Regions from separate parts of the Mus musculus genome. Here region 2 is linked to region 1. A link is a contact called in public Hi-C data. All regions are on one chromosome and are shown on one strand. The core of a region is the stretch at or near the end of the contact, and the rest is flanking DNA. Distances in the headings are between cores, read along the strand shown. Region 1 overlaps Gm11266 (predicted gene 11266). Region 2 has its middle 17 kb from the start of n-THgtg10.

Region 1 (3,556 bases), core at 485-2,984:
CTTGGGCCAGGAAGTGTGGCGGTGCAGAAATACTTTTAAACAGTATCAGACTACGTCGGATTGCTTAAAAAAAAAAAAAAAGACCCCAAACAACAACAACAACAAACCTCTAAACACAAAAAGAGACACAAAAACAACAACAAATTTCTACACTCAGTCAGCGGCCCAGGGTTCAGTACAGACTTTTATTTAGTGCAGTGCGATGGTATGTGGCTTTCAAAGGATCCGTCTTGTTTGCATTTCGTGTTAGTCCTTTGCAAGCTCCCGCCTAACTCCACGCGCACAATTTATTTCCTGTCCCTGTGTGTAAAGCGACTATTTTACTCCTTTTCTCAAGGCCATATTGTTGTTTTAAAGATTGAACGATGGTGTTGAATTTTCAGAACTAACCTAAATGCGTCTTTTCTAAGCGTTGACAACTTTAGCACACTTATGGCGGGAATGAGCGAATTATACTAAATCCAAGCAGTGTGGAACCCGGCAAACCACCACCCACCCCATCCCATCCCGATCTGGCTCTCCTTTCCCCCTCTCTCCCTTTACTGTTGTGGGGAAAATTATAAATAATACTTAGCTGCCCATATAGTCCAGTTCTTTTTTTATTTTTATTCTATAATGAAAGCACCTTACTTCACCGCTAGGTACCTCTTTGTTCTATATTCTTATTTAAAATGCAGTTTCAAATGCAAAAAGTTCTACTTAGCTCCCATTGATGTGTAAAGAGCTTTTAAAATTGGTGTCTCTCTAAAGTTTTGCTCACTCGTCCGTCCACACCCCGTTTCAGTAAGGAATTGTTAGCCCTTCTCCCTTCAGCACCCCCAACTCTTTAAAAAAAACGGGGGGGGCATTATGATGGATTTCTTCCTGCTCCTGTTAATGCGTCTTTCCCACCCCACTGGTTTCTGCCCTAGCCCAAGATCTCCCTCTGCCTAAATCTGTGTGTGCTTGTCTGTGGCTCTGCCTTCTCCCTTGTCCTCTTCGACTAGAGTCTGGGACACATTTTAATGCACAATATCCCATCCATTAAGTTGTGGTTGAATGCGGAGTGTGTGAAGACTTGGCAGCTTTCAGGTTGAAGGGGGCGGGGAAGCCAGTTTCGACTTTGACACAAGATGCCGCGGTGGCGTGATCTGAATTATTATTAGGTCTGTGAACATGGCCATCTTCCCCTCCTGGTTGGAAGAACTGCCATTGAACTTGAGACAGAACAGACAAGATCTCCAGGTTTTCCTTTCCCCCTCAAGTACAGTAGCTGGCAGAGAAAAGGCGCCAAAATACACAAGATTAACTGACTTTCTTTGAACGGGTCTCATAGCACCCTTTTGTAACTATAACTTCCAACGGGAGGGGGGGGGCGTTAACTTTTGAACCCATATTCGAACAGACATTTAAATCAGCCCTAAAGTGGAATAAGTCCAGAAAGTCATACCCGCATGTTTCTGCGGTTAGAAAGAATGCACGTGTCAATAAGCAGGGTGCATGTGTGCACGTGAGGCGGTGAGGAGGGGCTGGAGATTTAATCAAAATCAGAATGAGTGACTTCCCGGTGTGTTCACTGTACTGGGAAGCCTGTTGTGAAGCTAAGAGGCTGACCTTTGGGCAGCTTAAGTAAAAACTGCAAAGGGTTGTGAAACGCAAAAACGCTGTGGTTTCCAGTTTTACATCTGAGGTTTAATGTTTTTATTTAATGGTATGAGGGATGGAGAGAGCGCAGGCGCTGAAAAGTCCCTATTAAATCATATGTGGTCAAAGGTCAAACACTCCGACTCACTGATACAATATACTGGAGATTCCTGTCTAGTGATGGGGAGCGCAGAAAAAAAAAAAAAAACGCTTGGGCAATAAAAGTATTAGAATGGTAATTATCGTCCGTGGTCAGGGCTGCATTCTTCTGCACTGGGCAAAGGTTTTTACTGGCCCTGATGAATTTTAAAGCCGAGTATTGTTGAAAGCTATTTTAACAGGAAATTGATTAGCTGAGTGTTTCATACAATAAATGGTGACAGATTCATTGTTTGATGTGCAGAATAAATTCCTTTTATTCTTTAGACAGCACAGGCATCCGCTTAGTTTTAACATGGTCAGGCTGAGCAGCAGCATAATTTTGAGTGGATGTAATGTTACACATCTGTAACTTTGTTGACTTGTGTGGCATCACAGAGCCTGACAGTATTTGAAATTTACTAGCTTGCTGTGTTCGGATACATTCAGGGATTTTTTTTTTTTTTTGTTGTTGTTGTTTCTGAATATATACTTTGTTTAGGCCCACTTGTTTATATTCTTTTTTTTTAAACTTCTTATATTGTCATTTGAAATGTAGGTGGAGAAATCCCCTTATTGTGCATTATTTTGATTTGAAATAGAACAGCAGCTTTTCAAAGGAGAACCAGAAAAAGGAATACAGAGGTTTAAGATGGCCTGTAGCCACCTCTAATGCTACAGTGTTAAGACTACTTGGGTGTTTTCGACAGACCTTTCTGAACGTCTGTGTCTTCATAGGTCACAGCATATATGCAGACAAGCTGCAAGTTTACTCATCCAGATAAAAGGATGTAGGGTTTTACTTTAAAGGGAATCTATTGAGAAAAGGTCAAGCCTGCAGCATCAGCAGAAAAGATACACTGTGTATGGAACCTCTGTGCTGTGCACACAGCCAGGCAACTGTGACAGAAATTTTGAAACTCCAGAATAAGTCAGACAAAAGTTTCAGGCCAGCTGCTGACTCTGTAGCCCGGGACCAAATGATTTCAAACTTGGGAAATCTCTCATTGTGCTGGATTCATTTCTGTGGAGAAATTGTGACCAGTGAACCTACATGGAGGCCTTTGGACTGGTCCCTGTTCCCATTCACAGTGGTAGCCTGCAACTGTGTCCCGGATGCAGACCTGCTTAGTGGGATTTCTTTTTAATACTTAAGTACAGGCATTTCAGCAGCGGCATTATTAACAGCGTCATTTTTTCTCATTTAGTTTTGTCCTCAGGGGAGACCAAACAGCTCCCAGAGGAGGGAAGAAAAGTCCAAGGTTATTTATTTAGTTGAAAAGCAAAGGACTGGCAGTAGGTGGGGGAAACTAACCAGTTGTGAACTCTCCAGTGGGGAAAAATTGCTCCCCTAATTTGACAGTAGTAGTTTAAGGGCTCAGAGAGCTGCGCGTGAGTCTGCAGTTCCTATCATGCACAGGCAGTCTTAGCACTTGCTGGCTGTTTATATATGCATTTTTTGGGTGGGTGGGGGGGGGAGGGTTTTGGTGTTGTGACTAGTGGATATAAATCTATGTTTTTCAGGCTATCCTTGGAGGAAAGAAAGGTCCCTGGGTATGACACAGTGGACACCTGCAGTTCTGCAAGCTTGCTTCCTGGGGTCAGAAGGTCATCTGTCTCTTTTGTGTTTAGCTTTTAAACCTTGATACTAGCCATGCAGCTATGGGATTGTTGAACCTCCCTGCAAATCACATGCAAGAGATAAAAAATAAAAGTAGTGGGGTACATTGGAAATGACAGCATTGTTAAGCTGGGAGAAGCCTTGCTTGAATTTGCCCAGGCTTTGCAATCTGTC
Region 2 (3,556 bases), core at 675-3,174, 130 kb before region 1:
CCTCTGCAAACTAAAGGCCTTGTTGATAAAGCCTTGAGAATCATGTCCACCAAGCTAGATCCTCAAGGGACTCTCTCATCAGCCTGTCACGACATTCCATGTACCTCTCTCTTCCATGAAATCACAGCTTCATCCTCCATAGCAAACACTGAATTATTCATGGCTTTTATTACTCCACACATATTTAACCTGAGTGACTTAGGCTTCAAAAGTAGATAATTAAACATTTAATTACATTACATTAAACTCAAGATCTTTGTGGTTGACATCATGATGCACACAGATTTATATTCCCTTGGGCTTGGGCATACGTTAAATTCTTGTGTATTTGCATCATACCGTCTGTGTCCATTCATTCGGTCCAAGCCCATCACCAACTGTGTATTGCAGGCCCGTGTGTACCAGGCACTGAGACTTATCAGACATTTATATCAAACAAAACTACATTAACTATCATTAACTAAGGGTTGCTGGTATCATATGTCTATCTACACAGAGCTCTGTCTGTGCTCCACCACTTTACTTCAGGACCCATTCATCGCCTCCCTGGAGAGAGGATCAGCCCTGTCTTGGGCTGAGGGTACAGGAAAAACAGAATGAACACACGGGATTCAGTATTCCAACAAATTCTTGTTAGCATGATCCCCACTGGTAAGTCAGAGAGAAGCTCGGCTACACATTATTATGGTGTCAGTTTGCATGGTTTGGGGTGACACCTTTGCACAGATGCAGCATATGCCTTGATCTTTACAACCTGGATGAAGATGTCTCACAGAAGTCTTGATCTGTATTTTTAGCTATGTATTTGTAATGTGTGTGTGTGTGTGTGTGTGTGTGTGTGGTATATGTGTGTGTATATTGTATCTTCTTTGATCTGAAAACAACACTGCTTTCAAAAGAGGTAATTATACAACCAGGGAATGTTGTAATCACTTCAGGTAGGAATGCACCCTTATCCCAAACATATAATTATTAGATAACTTCCAGGTCTCTAAGATGACATTACTCTCGGTTATTTACTAGGAAATAAATGAGTAAACTAATAATGGCGTTGGGGTCTTAGTCCTGCCTTCTTAACGTATGCTTCAGAAGAGAGCCTTTGTAATTCTGTCTCCCTACCATATGTCTCTGTTGACATTAAAGTGCTTAGTTCCAAATGAGTTGGCTTCATTCAAGCATCTTAATTCAAGAGTGGATGATTAGATCGCAAGCTAAAACCCTATTAGGATGGAAGCACTTGTATTTTTGAAAGGTATTAAGAGAACATCCGAGTGTGGCTGCAGATAAATCTTCCCTATCTCATAGTAGGCTGACAAAAAAATAATCTCATTTGATCCTCAAATGGGTTACAGACTAGCCCCTTGTTCCAATTAAGCGCCAAACAAGAAATCAAGCCAGGGTTTGTTACACAAGCTACACACTATGAAGACTCAAGTTTTATTCTTTGGTAGCACTCATTTTAGAGATCCTGTCCCCAAGCACTCAAAGCCTGAGAGGACCAAATACCTTTTATATGATGAAGGAAAAAATAGTTGGAAGATTCGGAGATGAGAGCAGAAGCCCACCTCTATGGGACCCATAGCCTGAACATCACTGAGTGGCAGCTTCGTGCAAGGTCAGGGTCTCTTAAGAAACCCTGTGGTAGAAAGCAATCTGTGTAAGTAGAAATGGACAGACCACATCACACATATTTTCAACCCCTTTGAGAAAGCTTGGGCTGGTGTGTATATGCTATGGTTTTATTTTATTATTTTTTTTCTTTATTTAAGCACGTGTGGTCCTAACTAATAGGATTCATCCCTTCTCCTCCCCTCTTCCAGCTAATTTGCTTTAGTCCCTGTGTAATCCTGTCATCAGCAGGGTACAGGGATCTTCGTATGGGGAATGTGAAAATCGTTTGATAACCATCTGCCTAATGTTTTGGCAGATATTTGTCTAGCTAACAGGACGACTGCCACGTTGGGATGCCTCATCAGGATGAGGCATGTCTATGAGGGGATGGGGGAGAATATAAAGTTTCAGGATTGAGAGTTCCTAATTACATTTTGACAGGTGACCTGATGTGCTCTAGCTAGAAGAAAGGAAGGCAAGATTAATCTATCATGATATGATTTCAAAGGCACCTGTTAGTTTCCTCCCATCCCTTCTCCCTTCCTCTCTTGCCCCCTCTCCTCTTCTATTTCTTCCTTCCTTGTTTCTTTCCCTCCTCCTCCTTGATATTTTCTCTTCTCTCCCCCCTCTTTTTTCTATTTTTATATGAAAATATTGTGGAGATAATGACTCCAAAAAGATGGGCTTTGTAAAGTGCCTGGAGAGGTTTAATGGTAGCACAGGCTTCCGTCTGGATAATCCCTGGCTGGTTTTCTTCTGGTTCTCATCATTGTTGACAGATACTTTATTGCTCTCTAGAAACACTGATAACAATGAATGAAGAAGAAAAAGAAGGGACTTTTATAAGAACTGGAATGAGCCAGGGATAGTGGCACACACCTATATATAGTCTTAGCTCCGGGGAGGGCAGAGGCGGGAGAGTCACCATAAGTGTGAGGTCAGGCTGATCTGGGATAATGGCTGGTACTGTAACTTAACCGAAGGACTAAATCAAACCTGGAGTCAGTTAAAACTGCTCCAGTTGGACAACCGGTCTAGAACACGGGTTCTCAACCTGTGGGTCTCGACCCCTTCAGAAGCGGAATGTTCCTTCACAAGGGTAGCATATCATATACTCTACATCGCAGACATTTACATTATAATCCATAACTAACAAAAATACAGTTACGAAGTAACAATAAAAATAATTCTATGGTTGGGGGTCACCACAACGTCTTAAAGGTTCACAGCATTAAGGGTTGAGAACCACTGGCGTAGACTGGTGTGATTCTGTTATGGAAGGTATTTGGAGACTGACTATATATTTGACTAAGATAAGATAACAAATTACAGTTAGTTTGTTATTAACTATTGGTTATTTTATTAGCTGGCATGCTATTGTGTTGTGGTTTTTAATTAATTATGCTTTCCATATACATATGTTTAAAACCTTTATCTGTTAGAGGTATATACTGACTTGGCTAAATCAGTTCTAAAGTTGGGCAGGGACACATAAGGGACCAACATACTTGCTTATTTTCGTATAAGATTAAACATGCTTCATAATAAAATTTAAAAGAAGAAAAATTATTATAAATTATGTCACGTGTACAAAGAATAGTTTAATAAACAACTACCTACCCACTAACCAGCTAAAGATTTAAAACATATCAAGGTATCTGAAGAAAACAAATAATAAAACAGCTTTATACTGGTTTTGCCTCAATTATCCAGCTGTGTTTGTGAGGTCCCATGGGGAGAGTAGCTGCTGGTGTCAACTCATTAAAATGAGTAACACCTCACGTGTTCAGTCCAGCTGGCCAGAGTGGACCTGGCTTCAGGCTTCACTGTGTTGCCATGGAGCTAACTCAGGCTCGAGAATCAAGAACACCTGGGCTAAAATCCCTGCCTTAAACACAATTGTCCCGCCCCGAGTAAGGTGCCAGACTTCAAGTCCCATGACCTC

Evidence for each region. A called contact is a pair of places that touch in the nucleus more often than the background predicts.
Region 2: a Hi-C map of the N1E-115 cell line shows a contact between it and region 1, with 7 times the contacts expected there. The contact joins two enhancer-like sites. A contact is called at or near these places in 2 of 484 Hi-C or Micro-C datasets (the N1E-115 cell line and granulocyte-monocyte progenitors), 5 of 115 datasets of contacts at active chromatin or transcription factors (embryonic forebrain, embryonic limb bud, forebrain and 2 more) and 1 of 9 other capture datasets (adipose tissue).

The regions. Positions count from the first base shown.
Region 1 is chr4:82,509,214-82,512,769 of GRCm38.p6, reverse strand. The region is part of intron 1 of Gm11266 (predicted gene 11266); the gene reads right to left. Among named protein-coding and RNA genes, the nearest start is that of Gm11266, 3.0 kb to the right of the region's middle. Within about 2 kb of position 1,734, at least 110 of the 459 cell types and tissues checked have an H3K27ac peak or open chromatin away from gene starts, as enhancers often do. A contact at or near this core is called in the N1E-115 cell line, where this site is marked.
Region 2 is chr4:82,634,444-82,637,999 of GRCm38.p6, reverse strand. No RefSeq gene overlaps it. Among named protein-coding and RNA genes, the nearest start is that of n-THgtg10, 17 kb to the right of the region's middle. Within about 2 kb of position 1,924, at least 7 of the 459 cell types and tissues checked have an H3K27ac peak or open chromatin away from gene starts, as enhancers often do. A contact at or near this core is called in the N1E-115 cell line, where this site is marked.